Regions from separate parts of the Macaca mulatta genome. Here regions 1 and 2 are each linked to region 3. The links are chromatin contacts, called in public Hi-C maps. All regions are on one chromosome and are shown on one strand. The core of a region is the stretch at or near the end of the contact, and the rest is flanking DNA. Distances in the headings are between cores, read along the strand shown. Region 1 holds the start of ATR (ATR serine/threonine kinase). Region 2 holds the start of PLS1 (plastin 1). Region 3 holds the start of U2SURP (U2 snRNP associated SURP domain containing).

Evidence for each region. A called contact is a pair of places that touch in the nucleus more often than the background predicts.
Region 1: a contact with region 3 is called in a Hi-C map of fetal cortex germinal zone, with 5 times the contacts expected there. The contact joins the promoter of ATR here to the promoter of U2SURP in region 3. A contact is called at or near these places in 5 of 14 Hi-C or Micro-C datasets (CD4 T cells, blood, cortical neurons and 2 more).
Region 2: a Hi-C map of fibroblasts shows a contact between it and region 3, with 3 times the contacts expected there. The contact joins the promoter of PLS1 here to the promoter of U2SURP in region 3. A contact is called at or near these places in 6 of 14 Hi-C or Micro-C datasets (CD4 T cells, blood, cortical neurons and 3 more).

Annotation. Positions count from the first base shown.
Region 1 is chr2:45,549,048-45,551,848 of T2T-MMU8v2.0, forward strand. It overlaps ATR (ATR serine/threonine kinase), which reads right to left and starts at 1,278. Exons shown (of 46, transcript XM_015131992.3): 1 at 1,131-1,278. The coding sequence starts at 1,189.
Region 2 is chr2:45,566,394-45,569,324 of T2T-MMU8v2.0, forward strand. It overlaps PLS1 (plastin 1), which reads left to right and starts at 1,330. Exons shown (of 16, transcript XM_028843750.2): 1 at 1,330-1,930.
Region 3 is chr2:45,976,830-45,979,647 of T2T-MMU8v2.0, forward strand. U2SURP (U2 snRNP associated SURP domain containing) reads left to right here and starts at 1,560. Exons shown (of 28, transcript XM_028843754.2): 1 at 1,560-1,614. The coding sequence starts at 1,570. LOC144339461 reads left to right here. Exons shown (of 5, transcript XM_077994094.1): 5 at 1,011-1,382. The coding sequence ends at 1,179.

The DNA.
Region 1 (2,801 bases), core at 28-2,527, 430 kb before region 3:
GAATGATCCCTTCATTTATCCTCTTATTCATATATTGAAACTAGATTATTTGGATGGCCAACCAGTGGAAATGAACACAACTGCGCTGCAAAAAGAAAGAGAAGTAGCTATCCCATTGGCTTAATGTCAGCTTTGACTTTGTGTGGGAAGTTTTCAAACAGTTTAAGAAACTGGGAAGCAGTTGTTCCAACTGATAATTTAACTGCAGTAGCACCACGAGCTCATTTATTTCTTGTTCACAGGTTAGAATTAAACAAAACAAAACAAGCCCTACCGAGTCTTTAGGCCTGGTTCAGGGAAGCCTGCCTGTGTATTGAAGGGGTGTGGCAGCCATCAACCCCTCTCCCTCCTTCTTTTGGTAAGATACTGGTTTTCACGAGGTTTACAGACAACAAGCATTTGCAAACCAAATATTAAATCGTCTCCAAATTTTGGCAACACTCTGTGCACGCTGAGATTTTGTGGACCCTGAGGTCTATCTCTCCAATTTCTGACTAAAACAACGGATCGGGAACTGGACGATCAATACGAAGGAGGTCACATCTTCAGTACGTACTGTGACTTCAATTCAAAGAAAAAAATTGCCTGTTCCAGCAAGTGATGTCACTTGCAGAAAATAAGAAGCGGTGATTTTCTTCCAAGGACAATTTGGGGACAAAATGTAAGGCTAAAAACCAATTCCTCCACGAGTGATCACGAAGAACAGAACCTGATGGGTCAAGTCCCTCGTCTAAGGAAAAAGATTTTCGAGAAGGAAATGAGTGTAGAAAAGTGACCAGAAAGCGATTATCAGGCACTCTTCCCTCCAGCTGCAGGAAGCAAACTCTCGGGTCGGGGCTAATTCTCGGGTCGGGGCTAACACCCACGGGCTGCTGCGGTAAACCAGGGCCAGCAGACGCCTCTCTCCCCTACGGACCGGCTTCCCGCAGGTTTGTGGCGACCGCCCCATGTCCTATCAACTGGCACTCTGAGGGAGAAGCGCCCAAATCAGCCACGGAGCATCTCCACAAGGGCCGCAGCGCGGACTTAGGGGATGCCAGCCATGGCGCGGCAGGGGAGGGGAAAGCATGTGAAACCCCAGCCGGGACCGGAGGAGGAGGATGCAGGACCCAGGCTGGGCCTACCCCTACCTGCCGAGCTCCCGCAAGGCGGGGATCATGGAAGCCAGCTCCACACCATGTTCCCCCATGCTGGGGCTGCGCGGCACTCTTCAACCACGCCGACTCGGGTTCCCGGTGTCTCCAAAGCTACCGCTGCCGGAAGAGCGCGGCGCCCGACGGAGCCTTGCGGAAGCCAAAACTCCTCCCGGAAGCCGCTACTGGCCCCGTTTGCCAGGCCCTGCGTATTTTCTGCTTAGGACCCGGGGGAAGCCGGGAAGCCGTTAGCGGGCGGGGCAAGCGGGCTGGCGCGCGTCGGTCGAATTTCCCGGGTAGCGTCAGCCTTCGTTCTCAGCACCCAGCGAGCAATGTTCGTGAAGCTTTCGTTTTGAGCGGCCAGACTCTACTGTTCTCAAGCCTGGGAGGCACAGCGAAGCAACATCCCCGGATCGGGGGAGAATAGGGCTTGAGGGCCGCCAGCCCAGACTCTCGCTTCACAAATGTGAGAACGATGACAGCGAGTAAAGGCCAAGAGTAGACTCCAGGTTTCCCCAGAGTAACGCTCTCACATTTTAAAAGTTCCTCAGTTTCCCACCGCTCTTGTCCCTCTTTCTGAGAGATACAGGCCAAAAGGTGGGCTCTCCCTGTTTTTTTCCTTCTAAGCATTCTTTTTCAACTTGAAGTCACTCTTAGGTTTCCTTGAGGACCCTACCAACCTTTAATATTTAAAAATGGGGTTGGTTTATATTTTTGTCTCATCAAATCAGCAGCAGTACTATGTGTGGAAATGCCACCATTACGGGCATCCACAACCTGTGATTTAATTTTTAAAGTAAAGCAATGGGTTTTGGCAATACACATTTTCTAGCTCAATTTATTGGAAAGATGATCACTATAAGAGATTGTTGACATGTCGAAGTTAGGTAGTTAATCACTCAAAGTCATGCAGTATGTTTACATTTGTTCTTTGGTACATGAGGATAGTTAACTGATACAGGATCTTTTAAAAAAGTGATGTAATGACAGCCAAATATGCTCTTGCCTCAAGAACTTTCCATTTGCTGTACTCTGCCTTGAACGCCATTCTGTCATTGCCCCTTTCCCTTTATGTGTTTGCCAAAATAACACCAAAGAGCTTCATATAGACTAACATATATACACACTCTCTCTCGCTCTCTCTTTTTTTTTGTTAGAAACATTGTCTTACTCTGTTGTCCAGGTTCTAATGCAATGAATGTTGCAATCATAGCTTACTGCAGCCTAAACCTCCCAGGCTCAAGCGATTCTCTCACTTCAGCCTGGGCTCAATTGATCCTCCTGCCTCAGCTTCCTGAGTAGCTGGGACTACAAACATGCCACAACGCCTGGCTAATTATTTTTTGTAGAGACAAGGTCTTGCTATGTTGCCCAGGCTGGTCTCAAACTCTTGGCCTCATGCGATCCTCCCACCTCGGCCTCGGCCTCCCAAAGTACTAGGATTAGAGGTGAGAACCACCACACCCGGACATACTATGTTATTGTTTCTCTTCAGTTACAATGTAAGCTCCTGGAGAGCAAGGTCTTGTCTATTTTGTTAACTATCAGATACCCAGGACCTAAAACAGTGCCTGGCACATAGGTGGTATTCAGTAAACATTTGTTGAATGAATCACTGAATGTTTTAGTAGAAAGGACATGGGATTGGGAGTTACAGTCCCTACACAA
Region 2 (2,931 bases), core at 80-2,579, 410 kb before region 3:
ATGGATTATTTTTCGCTCCGTTTACAGAGTATGACTTTTTATTTTACCTTCCCCAAATCAGGTTATACCATATTTAGAATCTACATTTCCTCATGAACTTGCCCTGGTCAATATTACCACGAAATAAACAGATTATAAGAGTATTTCATGAAAAAAGTGTTTTCTTATCAAACTTATTGGTGAATAATTTACATACATTTTTCATGTTTAAAGTGTACAATTTAGCGATGACAGTTGCATACACCTGTGAAATTGTCACTACCATCAAAACAGAAAATTTCCATCGTCCCCCTCCAAAAATATTTTTTCTGCTCATTTGCAGTTTATCCTTCCCTCCACTCCTGGCTCCAGGCAATTACTAATCTGGTTTTTGTCATTAAAGGTTAGTTTGTACTTCATATAAGTGGGATTATTCAGTATGTTTTGTCTCTAGTTTCTTCAACTCAGCATACCGATTTTGAGAGTTATCCATATTGAGTCCTGGGTGAGAGAATATTTCTTCTTTTTTATCGTTGAGTAGTATTGCATTGTATAAATATACCACAATATGTTTTTTCATTTACATGTTGATGGACAGTTGGGTTACTTCTGCTTTGGGGCTTTTGTGAAAAACAGCTGCTATGAGCATTCCTGTTCAAGTTTTTGTGTAAGCATATGTTTTACTTTCTCTTGGATAACATCTAGGAATGAAATGGCTGGGTCATATGTTAGATGCATGTTTACTTTTTAAATAACTATTTTGCTTTATTTTGTGAGAACTGAACTTAACTCCCCCTGCATATCTAGATAAGTATCAGATAAGGATACTAAATTTACCAGATTCTCTAGGTGGCAGGTGGGAAAAATCAGATAAGAGTCCTAAATTTACCTGATTCTGTAGGTGGCAGGTGGGAAAAATTCCTTATCTTCCCTCTCTGTGGCCCACCTACTTGCATAGTTCATTGCTCGTCCAAATTCTTTGGGTTCTTAAAATAATTTCAATTTCGCTTTTTTTTCTATTGTTACCATCTCAAGGTTGGTTGGGTGCCTATTCCGTATTGAATATTGTGCTAGGCGCAGAAGGGGCACGTGGGACTTTGAGTTAAAGGGGCAGCAAAACCTTGTTCTGTTCTCTGGACTGAGTTGGACAGACCACAACTACGGATTATGCTTCAGGCAAAGTATGTGAGAACTCTTGAGGCAGCATTCCACTTACTTGACTCACATGCGAGAGAAAATATCCCACTTTTGTTTGTGTGGGCTTTCGTTATATATTTATTTTAATCAGGTGTGGCTGTTAAATGACAAGCAAGCAATACGTGAAACAAACGAAAAAAAAGAGAGAGAGTGAGTAGGGGAGAGAAGCAAGTCTTCTTTAGTAACGTATACCCTCTCTTTTGACCTGCAGGTCCCAAAGTGTGGTACCCAGACTAGTAGCACCAGTTTTCGCTGAGGACATGTTAGAAATGGGAACTGCCGCGCTACGCTCCAGACCTAACTGAATCGGAAACTCTGGGTTTGGGATCTGTGATTTTAAAAAGCTCTCCAGGTGATTCTGATCCACGCTCAAGTTTGAGAACCGCTGTGCTAAACTCATTCCCAGGGTGTAGGTGGTCATCTTTAGACTTGGGTAACTGTAGGGGGTAGAGATAACGTTGCCACAGCGCCCATCCACCTCTCCCCATCCATGCTCCCAGCGCCGGCAACTCGTCTTTCACCCTTAGCCTGAACCCAGGCTCTGGGCTTCCCTTTCCTTCCCCCTGGGAGCCGCAGGCAAAACGTGGCAAGTGGATTCAGAGTTTGCGGGCCCGGGTGCCGGCCGAGCATGCGCAGTGGCGCGAGCGCAGCGGCTGCGCGGGCGCGGAGAGGTAGCCGCAGAGTAGACCTGCAGGTACTTGGATCTCCAGTGGGAGCTGCGCTCTCTAGGGCAGGACGGCGGCGGCGGCGGCAGGTACGCGGGGGTGGGGATAGGGCCCAAAAGGAAGGCTGGACAGACAGATGGAAAGCGAAGCGTTACTCCTTTCGGGGCGCGCGGAGGCTCGGGGGCAGTCTCTCCGGGTCCCCTCGCTCGCCTCTCGTCTCCCGGCTGTGCAGTGCGGCGCCCACCGTCCTCCGGGCGCGCTTCTGTCCGGTCCGGGCAGGCAATGCCCGCAGGTGTTAAATCGCGTATTTATGCTGCTTAAACAATAATCCTGTTAACTGAGTTGTGATTCCCTGCATTGAAGTAAGGTATTTCATTAAGTTTTCTGTTTTCGACTTTGGGTGGCTGCCGGTGAGGCTTTCTGATCCAGCCTGTTTTGTTTTAATTCTGAGACTGTTTTATTTGCCTTTGGCCTTTCGGTGCATAGGATCAATAGGGCTGTAGTGAAATCCCATCCGTGCTTTCTGTTTTTGGTACCTTTCCTGGAGCATAGGGACCTCTGGATGCGGCATAAAAATGTCAGTTTTCAGCGAATTTCACTGCCAAAAAACTTTCCGTGTTTCAGCTGCATTTTCAAGTGCAGAATTTACAAAATTTAAGATTTCCCCCTAACTTTTCAATTATTACTGTATTTCGGGCTTCATTTGGCATTACTAAAAGGAAGCCGTCGTTCAGATGAGTAACAGAGTTCTCACCTTTCCCCCTTTACTTACTGTGTCACATTTTATGGCTTATACCGTGATATTTTTCCCTCCAGCCACGATGTTGGATATACTTGTATGAGACTTAAGCTGTGTTGCATAAATTTCTTGAAGAACCTGTGAGCCAGAAGCAAAATTTCAGGCCAGGGGGCCCACACAGAACTTGAAGCAAGTTCTTTTACACGCCCCCCCCCCCAACCACCTTTGTAATCAGCTCTCCTTTAAATTGAATTATGTAATGAAATTCTATAGTAAAGTGTTAAATGTGGAGGCATATATATATATAGAGAGAGAGAGAGAGAGAGAGAGGTAGTAAGTTTAGGAAGAGGA
Region 3 (2,818 bases), core at 310-2,809:
CATGTTTATCTGTCTCTGTAAGCCCTACAACACTTTGGGCAGGCTTTTACACACAAAACGGGGCTCAAAAATATTTTGAATAAATGAATTAGGGAGAGGTCCACGAACGCCCTCCGCTCCCACCCTAGTCCTCAGAGCAATACTTTAAAATAAAAATCTGACCATTTCAACCTTGTTAAAGGCCGATCTTCATTCTGAGAATAGCTTTTTTTTTTTTTTTTTGAGCGGAGTCTCGCTCTGTCGCCCAGACTGGAGTGCAGTGGCCGGATCTCAGCTCACTGCAAGCTCCGCCTCCCGGGTTCACGCCATTCTCCTGCCTCAGCCTCCCGAGTAGCTGGGACTACAGGCGCCCGCCACCTCGCCCGGCTAGTTTTTTGTATTTTTTAGTAGAGACGGGGTTTCACCGTGTTAGCCAGGATGGTCTCGATCTCCTGACCTCGTGATCCGCCCGTCTCGGCCTCCCAAAGTGCTGGGATTACAGGCTTGAGCCACCGCGCCCGGCGAGAATAGAATTCAAACTCCTAAGCACGATGGTGACCTCAGGGCGCTGTGTGAACCTGCACCCACACCCCGTCCAACCACGTCCCTCTCCACACCTGATCTAATAAAATGACTGCTTAGGTGACCTGCAAGACCGGCTGTACTAATTTATGCCACAGGCTTTTACCTCAATTACTCCCTCTTTCTGGAATGTCCTTTCTTTCCTTGCCTGGCCTGATTCAGGCATAGTCTTCTCAAACAAGCTTTCCTTCTTTGAATCTAGGTCCTGATTAATAACTTTTTAAAAAAGTACTAAGTACAGAAAAGTTTAATATGATGCTCCCCCATTTATGTGATTAAAAATGAAAACAATACTAAAGTGTAAAATGTAATCTTTAAAAATGTCACACAACTTTACATGCATGCTAGATTTAGAACACCGTCTGTATTTACGATTTTCTCTCATTGACTGTCTCCACGCGCACCCACTCTGCAGACGCCCTTAACAGTGTCTACTGGATCACCCTCAGGTTGGGTCAAACGCTCCTCTTCTCGGCTTTTCGGGCGCAACCGTATGTCAACATTCACCATCTTAAGATGAGCAGACTGCAAGCGTGGGAGCTGCCGAAGTGGCGAGAACAGCGTTTCCGTCGATCAAGCGCCAGGCCACCGGTCAGCTCCAGTCCTATTTTGAGTTGAAGTAAAAGCTACTCCCTAGATGGCCAGTGCACGTCTTTAAAAAGCGGCTCCCTTCCCACAAAGGAAATACGACTGGTTCGCATCTGTCAAGGGTTGGCGTTGGGATAAGAGAGTGAAATATCAGCTGGCCCTGGACAAGGAGATACTCTGAATTCCCGGACCCAATAACGTGACCAAACACCGTGACTCCCAGGAAAACTAGCGTAGTGAGCGCGGCTGAGGAAATTACTGACACCGGAAGTCACGTGAGCGGCTTCCCCCAAGGTCGCTATCTCGACAGTCGACTATTCAGCCTTGCAGGCTCCTCTGGCGGGCTTCGCTGAGATCCGCTCTTTCGGTGCTCGACTCGCCCGTGCTGCTGCTGCCGCCGAAGGAGGGGCAAAGCTCAAGATGGCGGACAAAACGCCAGGCGGATCTCAGAAGGCCAGTTCAAAGGTAATTTCTGACAAAATTTCGTAAGTCAGCGGATCTACCACTGTCGTCTGGGGCCCACAGACGCTTCTGGCCTGTGAGAGGCGATTGGGATTGGGGTCTGCGTTCTGCTCGGGACGGTAGGCCCGGGCGCCGCCGCACCGTGGTGCGCAGGTTGAGAGGCCTGGTATCTCCCCTTATTCCCAGCCTGGATTCAGCTCGAAACTGGCGTGCCCAGGGGGTGGTGGCGTGAGTGCTTCGGCCCGCACTTGGCGTTGGAGTGAAATCAGGAATTCAGATTGAGGTCTGAAGTCGTGAAAACGCTCTCCTGTATTTCAGCTTCCTGCGCCCTGAGGCCTCCAGACAGCGCCTGGGAGAGAGGCGGGAATCGCTTCCCGGTGCTTAAGTGCTGCTTTTTTCTCGGTTTTGGATCTCACTCACTTCCGGCCTCCCTCAGTTTCCCTCCAAGGAATAAATAATCTTTAGGGTCGCCAGCTGTGAGGGGAGGACCACTAGGGCAAAGACGCGAAGTGGGAAATGCAGAGGCGGGAGCAAGCTCTCCTTTGCAGTGCTTCATAGCCAAGGTTAATGTACACGCTACACGTGGTCTTTACCTTAAGGGGAAGTAAAAAGCACTTTTTAGGGTAGAGGACTCGTGGTCTCTTTCTTCATGTTGAAGAAACACAGTGAAAAGAGAAGCCCCGTAGACTTTTAAGCTACATACGATTAGTAAATTGCATTTGTGTTTACAGGGAATCCTGTGCACGTATTGTGAAACCAGTGAGCTGTGGTAGTAGTTCAGCATTAGTAAGGTTGGGTTCTTAGTTGCCATCTTGGGCGGGACATTTAATCGTTGTTTGCTTTGGTTTTCTGGTCTCGAATATATTAATTGGTACTGCCACTAGGTAGTTAAACTTCCCGATGCTGATGCAAAAAGGTGTATAACACTTTTTTAGGTGCTGGGGACTGTTACATCTTAAAGAGTATGTGTGACTATAAATCAGTTATTAGAAAGTTAAATTTACTGTAGGAGAGAAGCTTGCTTTTACAGTTCTGAGAAACATCAACTCGTTTTCTACTTGCGTTCTCTAATCCGACTGTTTATGCCACTTGGTGAATGATGTACACCAAAATAATTAGTTCATAATTAGTAATGGTCTTACCAGACATCCTTTAGTTACGTAGAAACTTTGATAAGGGGCCAGTTTCGGCTGCTTTACAAGGTGTT